2 separate regions of the Sus scrofa genome follow, and region 2 is linked to region 1. Evidence: chromatin contacts called from public Hi-C data. All regions are on one chromosome and are shown on one strand. Each heading gives the region's core, a stretch centred on a gene start, on an enhancer-like site or on the middle of the called end of the contact. The rest is flanking DNA. Distances are from core to core; before and after follow the strand shown. Region 1 holds the start of DCAF17 (DDB1- and CUL4-associated factor 17). Region 2 has its middle 7.3 kb from the start of DLX2.

Region 1 (3,431 bases), core at 670-3,169:
GAATAGATCAATCTATAGAGAAAGAAAATAAACTACTAGTTGCTTAGGCCTGAGAGTGTTGAAGGTATTGCTGTGATAGTTAAAGGGTATAGTGTTTCTTTCTAAGGTAATGAAAATGTTCTAAAATTAACCGTAATGATGGTTGCCTATATGAATCACCAATAGTTCATCAAATTCATTTTCATTGAATACTAATTTCAAGGAAGTAAAACTCATTGAATCATACACTTTAAATCAGTGAATTATAAAGCTGTTTAAAAAGAAGGAACGAAGGGAGTTCCCGTTGTGGCTCAGTGGTTAACGAATCCCACTAGGAACCATGGGGTTGCGGGTTCAACCATGGGGTTGTGGGTTCGATCCCTGGGGTTGTGGGTTCGATCCCTGGCCTTGCTCAGTGAGTTGAGGATCTGGCGTTGCCGGGAGCTGTGGTGTAGGTTGCAGACGCGGCTTGGATCCCGCCTTGCTGTGGCTCTGCTGTCAGCCGGCACCTACAGCTCTGATTAGACCTCTAGCCTTGGAACCTCCATATGCCACAGGAGCAGCCCAAGAAATGGCAAAAAGACAATAAATAAGTAAATAAATAAATAAGCATCTAATTATTAGATACCTGTATCTCTTGACTCTATCTTTTAAGCAGCATAAAATACTACATTGTACCCAGCAAGCTATCATTTTGCCTGCAACATGAATTCGCTATAAATTGGTATTATAGCGAATACCAATAAAATGAAAATGAAACCTCAAGCTTTAGGTTTAACAAGATTTTTAAGTTACACACATTTTATCCCCTACTCTTATTTTTGGACCCATTTTTCCATTCTCTTATTTCACAAGCACTAATGTAGGCATAAGTGTTTCCATAAATATTAGAGTTCAGATCAACAGTCAAATGAATTACAACAAAAATTTTCACCAGATACCTGCTGACACAGCATCGATAATTATCAAAATATATTCTTCCTCTCTCATAGGCTATAGGTGACTTGGAATGAGTCGTCCAAACATTCTTAAATTTAGTACTTTCCTGAAAGACACAAGGAACTTCAGTTTAGGAAATAACTCATAAGCTTCCACTCTGCACCAATTTTAAGTTGGATGGTTAAATTGACAGTTTGCAAAGTAATTTCATGTACTTTTTAGAAAACATTATGTTCAATGCTTCCTCAATCTGCCCTCGCGTTTTGGCTTAAGTGGAGTGATCGATTTTAGAAAAACTGTTTCTAAGAAGATATACGAAGGTTAAAACTAAAAGCATGCGGCGGTTCCGTTTTAATGGTTATTTACTAATCCCCCCGCTTCAAGGCCTGGATCACCCTGACCATCATGTGAGATCTTAAAAACGGGCTGTCCTGCAGAAAAACTGCACCCCAGCAAGAAGGCTTGACCTCCCCGTCGCCCCGTCGCCCCGCTGCCCCAGGTCCGGCTCCCGGTGGCGGGTGGTCACCTGGCACACCAGCGCCCGCAGGATGCCCAGGTTGGTCCTCTGCACCACGCCCGCGTCGCGCGAGAAGAAGCCCAGCGCCCGGCGACTTAGCCGGCAGCACACGTTGGGCTTCTGACTTGGCCCCATGGAGGCGCGGGCCAATCGCGGAGTTGTCCGGGCCCAAGAGGGGCGCGCCCCTCACTCCCGCGCAGAGCAAGGGCCCCTACCGCCGAACCTCCAGGCCCCAACTCCCTGAGGGGCCCAGGAAAAGGTGACACCGGGAGCCTGGCAGTGGGCGCAGGGCGGTGGGGCGAGGGGAGGCAGAGCCGGTGCTGCCCGTGAGTGGAGAAGTGGGAAGGAAAAGCAACTCCCTTCTCCGTCGGCCCCTCCAACGCTCTAGGGCTCGGGACCCGGCTGCCGACAGCGCGACGCCTGCGTAACGCGCGGTCGGATGGAGCCGTTCCCTCACCGGGAAATGTAGTTCCCAGTACACGCTGAGGGAGCCTGGCCTGTTCCCAGAACTACAATCCCCATCAGGCAGCGGGCAGCGAGCCCTTGCCCTGGCCCCGCCTTCAACCCACCACAGCCCCGCCCCGCCCCTCCTCCTGGGGCTGGGCTGAGTCTGCGCTGTAGGCCTGGCGCGCTTTTCCGGGTCTGCACGCGGCGCCGGGGGAGGGCCTGGTGGCTCTGTACTGCCGCCTCCTGGTCTCGGTTTCTTAGAATACGCCCTTCGCCCAGGGGTTCGTTTCTTGCCGCCCGGTACCCCCAAGCCTCTGAACCCCTGGACTCTTGCTTTGGGAGGCTCTGGCGGGACGCCGAGAGGGGCATTGTGTCGTGTGCGATCCCTTCCCCCCGAGGCAGCATCATGTGCTAAAGAAAGGTACGCCCTCGGCTTTCCCTTCAGTGTACTGTGAACGTTTTGGATGAGATGTATAGTTAAACATTTGGGATCAGTAAACACTGCTTTTGTGTTATGAGTTAGTGGTGAAGATGCTGGCATTCCCGCCAAACTGGAGTTGAATTACCCTTTACCAGAGGTCTGCCCTGCTGTGGCCCTCAGAGACGCGGGCAGGTTTTGCAATAATTGCTGCATTTTCCTTTCACATTTTACTCCCTCCTTATCGGGAATGAAATATCACATATTTACATTATTATTGAACTGCCCGAGGCATTCCAGTTTGATTGCTCTTAAGTAAAAGATGACTTTGTGACTATCCCTGCCTGTAGGTCAGAGTTCCCACTACACTGCATTTTCAGCAATCTTGCACCAGACTTGTCCTATTGCTCTGCTTGTGAGTCCCTTGAGGGTGGTGTCTTTGCATTTCCCACGTGGCCTCTTGTTCAGAGGTAGGCAAGGCAGCAACTCCATCTGACAGAGCAAAAAGTACAACCCTGGGTGAGTGTGTTGGGTTAAGTGTTTAGGAAAAATTTGTCATATCTCTTTTTAACCCTGCTGAATTTCCTTTAGGGCCTAGGCTTTTGCTGATTTTTCATATCTTATTTACAGCATACTGTGGAGTGCTTTGTATATTTTTAGAGAGCGCTATAATAGTTAATTTGCTAATTCATGAATGCAGCTGTCGCTGAGAAAACTGGGACCCAGAAAAGATAACGGGATTTTCTTTGGCTGAAATGAAATTCAAATCATTGCTGAATTGAACTCATAATCTTTTTTCATCTTCCCCTTCACCCCCACTTATTTGTCTTCCAGTGGTCTTTATCTCACCTTCCAAGCCCCAAGTCACCCAAGGGACAGCCATCTTTTCCCTCATCCTCAACCAAGTACTTTTGATTTTGATATCTGTCTCCTCTTCATACCCCAGCATAATTTAGGGCCTCACCATTTTATCACATTATTATGTTAAATAGCCTCCTTTCTGCCTTACTTAAATACTTTCAATTCCAGCCCTCCACTCTGCTGCCAGAACGATTTTTCTAAAGCACAAATCTGTCATTTCCCTATTAAAGCTTTTACGTGGCTCCCAATCACCCAGAGCAGAATTTCTCA
Region 2 (3,431 bases), core at 422-2,921, 630 kb before region 1:
AGGGGAAAGCAAGGATGAACCCGGGTACCAGAAGTGAGAGGGGGGCGGGAGGAGGAGGGGTGAGCTAGGGGAGAAACAAAGCCAGGCTGGGGGAGGCGGGGGACGGCTCCAGCCCTGCCGGGGGCAACGCGCTGGCCAGCCATTCTCACAGTCTCGGGGCCCGCCGGGAGACTCGGAGCCCTGTGATCAGCCCGCCGCCTTGCAGACACTCTCCCCCCCGCGCTCGACAGCGCTCCCCAAAGCGCGAATGAAAAATGGAAATGGGAAGCAGCGATCTCGGCTCCCTACACTGGGAAACCAGCCGCTCTCAGAACACACATAAATCTTCTTTGTAATCCGCTTCCATTTGCTCGTGTGAAATATCAGGCCAGAGACAGGATATGACAAGTGCTGGGAAGCAGGGGGAGGGAAGCCGAAGAGTGAGGGGTGCCGGGTCCCCTCCGCTCCACCCCCTGGCAGGGTGGCTCGGAACTCCGGCGGAGCGCGGGCACTGAGTTCCAACTCCCGTTGCAGGCAGTTTGGGTGCACCCTCGTCCCCTGCTCCTCGCAGTACCCCTTCAACCCCCACCCCAGCCCAGCCCCGCCTGGCGCGAGCTCTGCTGCAGACCACCCCGCCCCTAATGCTCCGCGGGTGTAGATTCATCCCCCTCCTGCTGCCCCGAATTCCCGCCGCCAGCCCCGCCGCTCCCGGGCCGGGGAGGGCAGGAAAGAAAGGGAATGGATCCCGGGCCTAATCAGCGCGGCTGCAATGTGGGACCGTTTAGGAGGCTTCCCCTCCGCCTTCTTTCAGGATTATTTGTGAAAATTTGTGAATATCCGTCCTGTGTGAGGATTTCCGAGACTGGTGGGGCGAGTTTGCGGGAAGTATCAGGTTTGATGGGGGCGGAGAGAGCGCTGGAAGACTGGAGCTTTGTTTACAAACAGTTCTTTGGCAAAAGGGGGGAGGCGGGGAAGAGGGGTAAAGAGAGCAGTGCAGAAGTGCGCCAGTGGTCCCCTCCAGTGTTAAAAAGCCCCGCGAATGAGAATGACGTCTGGGAGCAGAAAGTCCCCCGGCCTTTCAAACAAAGTCGTCCTCACCAACAGTAAACCCAGAAGCAACTCCAGCTCTCCCCAAAACACTACCCCCCCCCCAAGCCCTTTCTCAGAAGTCACAAACCCGGTCTTTTCCCGCTAGGGAAGAGCGACCACCAGTGCCTTAAACCTGTTTAGGGTCAGAGACCTCTTTGAAAATGAAACTACAGAGTCTGTCTTTCTCCTAAAATACTGGTCCCTTTGCATTTGACTTCGGGGTCCCGGGAAGCCGGTAGGTGAGATGCGATCCTGCAGTCTTGATCACACGGGCCTCTAGTCGGCTCCCGGGGGACTGGCGGGCTCTCCCAGGGTTGTGATACAAAAAACCACCAGGAGGAAGCCTTCCCCCGCCGGGTTCTCCCTCTCCACCTGGGAGCTGCCCCTCAACTCTAACCTCCTGACCGGTTCCCCCCTCTTCCCCCGCCGCACAAACACAGCGGGGCTGGCGGATGCGGAGGCCCCACCACCCTCGGAGGCTCCCCTGGCGGGAGTGCCCCTCGCGGGGACGGGTTTGGCAGTGATTGCCACATTACAAGATGTTACATTCCGCCCTGGGGCCTGGGACCGGGCGGGGCGGGGGAGACGGTGTGTTTGACTAAAAGAGAGAGCAGGCAGGTTCTGATGGAGCAGCCACTAGGCCTCCACGTGAGATCCCTAACAGTCTCTAGACAGACATTTTTTCCCTCCCGGCCGCCTCTGCTCCTCTCCGACCTCCGGCTACGGCCAGACCGAAAACACTGCAGTGTCTTAGTAATTTGCGGGCTGCGCGGCGCTCCCAGGATTCGCCCAAGGCCCGTTTGGGGATTCTCAGGAGCACTGATGCCACCCGCTACGCCCCGGGTCGGGTCCAGCCAGCGCTAGGAGCTGGAAGGCGGAGGCAAGAGCCAGGGTTGGGCGCGGAGCCGGGAAAGGTGGAGAAAGGCTCCCTGTGGCGGGCCGGGGCTACGGGCCAGAGAATTAAAACTCCGGGGAAGGAGAAAAGGAGACGTGGAGGAAGGGACTGGACTTGGAGCGCGCCCGGGTAGTACCAGGGGGCCGTTTTGGGCCCGCACGAAACAAACATGGCGGGCTTTCCCCACGCCAGTTCCTGCCCTCCTTTTTGTGGTCCAGGAGGTTCAGAGATCCTAGAGATGAAGTCATCGCTCACGGAACAATGGCAACTTCTGGCCCTGGAACCCGACAGAGCCCGGGCTGCTCCGAGCGGTGGCCGGGCTCCTGGTGGTTTCTCCCGCAATGATCCGCCGCAAGCCTCCCTTCCGGGGCAGCCCCCGCCCCGCCCCGTGTCTCTACTGCCCTAGCCTTGGCTTCTTAAAGTCGCAGGCTGTCTCAGTGCCGAGAGAAGCGCCGCCCAAGTGGGGACTGAGTGTTTCTGGGGGGCGCTATCTCTTGGCAGTGGAGATAAAAGAAGAGCCTAGGAGGTCGCAGGACCCGCCCCGAGGATCCTCAGCTCCTGGCCTCCTTGTCCCGAAGCCCCCTAGAAAGCAGAATCTTATCCACCAGCCCTGGGCGTCACTGTCTTGGGGTGATGACCGCTTCACACCAACTCCTCAGCCAGCTACCCCCGAACCCCTCCTGCCCCCCCTCCACTCGGCCGGCAGATTCCAAGGCCCTATTCGGCTGCACTTCGAAGGGTGTTTTTGAGAATCCGGGAAAGGGGCCGAAGGAAGGAGAGAACAAGAAAAAGAAAGCATAAAAGAGGTGTTGGAAGGGAGGGGGATCTGGCTCCAGCACTTTATGCTCAGTTGCTGCATTGAGGGTCGGGGCCAGGACCTCCTGGGCATCTAAGTTGGAGCCAGCAGACACTCTGGAAAAGGGATTCTCTTCCCAATATGTTCAGGGGAGAACAGTGAAAATTTACCTTGGGTGGCCAATTTTCTCATTTGCCCCTATTAAAAGAAAAAGCCCAAGAAATTCAATTAAAGCCACCCTGGCCAAGGCGCTATTTGAGGCATGAATGTCTCCCCTAAAGCTGCAGCAATCATGTGGCATTAGACACTTCCGGAATCCTATAGCCAACCTGAAAAATCCCAGACCCCCTTTTTCCCTAATTTTTGCTCTGATCTGTAATTTTATCCACATTTGCACTAGTTTGAGCATTCTGGCTCTCCCATCTGAAAGCCTGCAATTACTATATAATTCTTCGCAATTTCAGATGTCCTAATATGGACTGTAATTTTTGCGCAAGACAATTTCCTGCTATTTCAAGCATCAACATTGTCAAAGTTGTATGTACATAATAAATGGGAATATCAATGCATAGTTTTTAGCATAACATCTTGACTCCTCGATAATTATATCCGTTCGGAGCCTACGCAGAATTAGCCTGAATTGCATGGTAACTGCTGCTGCTTTAAAATTTT

Evidence for each region. Hi-C and Micro-C count contacts between places; a contact is called where the count stands out from the background.
Region 2: a contact with region 1 is called in a Hi-C map of heart right ventricle, with 4 times the contacts expected there. The contact joins the enhancer-like site here to the promoter of DCAF17 in region 1. A contact is called at or near these places in 2 of 5 promoter capture datasets (fetal liver and liver) and 3 of 47 Hi-C or Micro-C datasets (embryonic fibroblasts, heart right ventricle and subcutaneous adipose tissue).

The regions. Positions count from the first base shown.
Region 1 is chr15:77,563,117-77,566,547 of Sscrofa11.1, reverse strand. It overlaps DCAF17 (DDB1- and CUL4-associated factor 17), which reads right to left and starts at 1,919. Exons shown (of 12, transcript XM_021076469.1): 1 at 1,445-1,919; 2 at 921-1,024. The coding sequence starts at 1,570. METTL8 (methyltransferase-like protein 8) reads left to right here and starts at 2,056. Exons shown (of 12, transcript XM_001925591.5): 1 at 2,056-2,303.
Region 2 is chr15:78,195,236-78,198,666 of Sscrofa11.1, reverse strand. No RefSeq gene overlaps it. Among named protein-coding and RNA genes, the nearest start is that of DLX2, 7.3 kb to the left of the region's middle. Within about 2 kb of position 1,671, at least 27 of the 83 cell types and tissues checked have an H3K27ac peak or open chromatin away from gene starts, as enhancers often do. A contact at or near this core is called in subcutaneous adipose tissue, where this site is marked.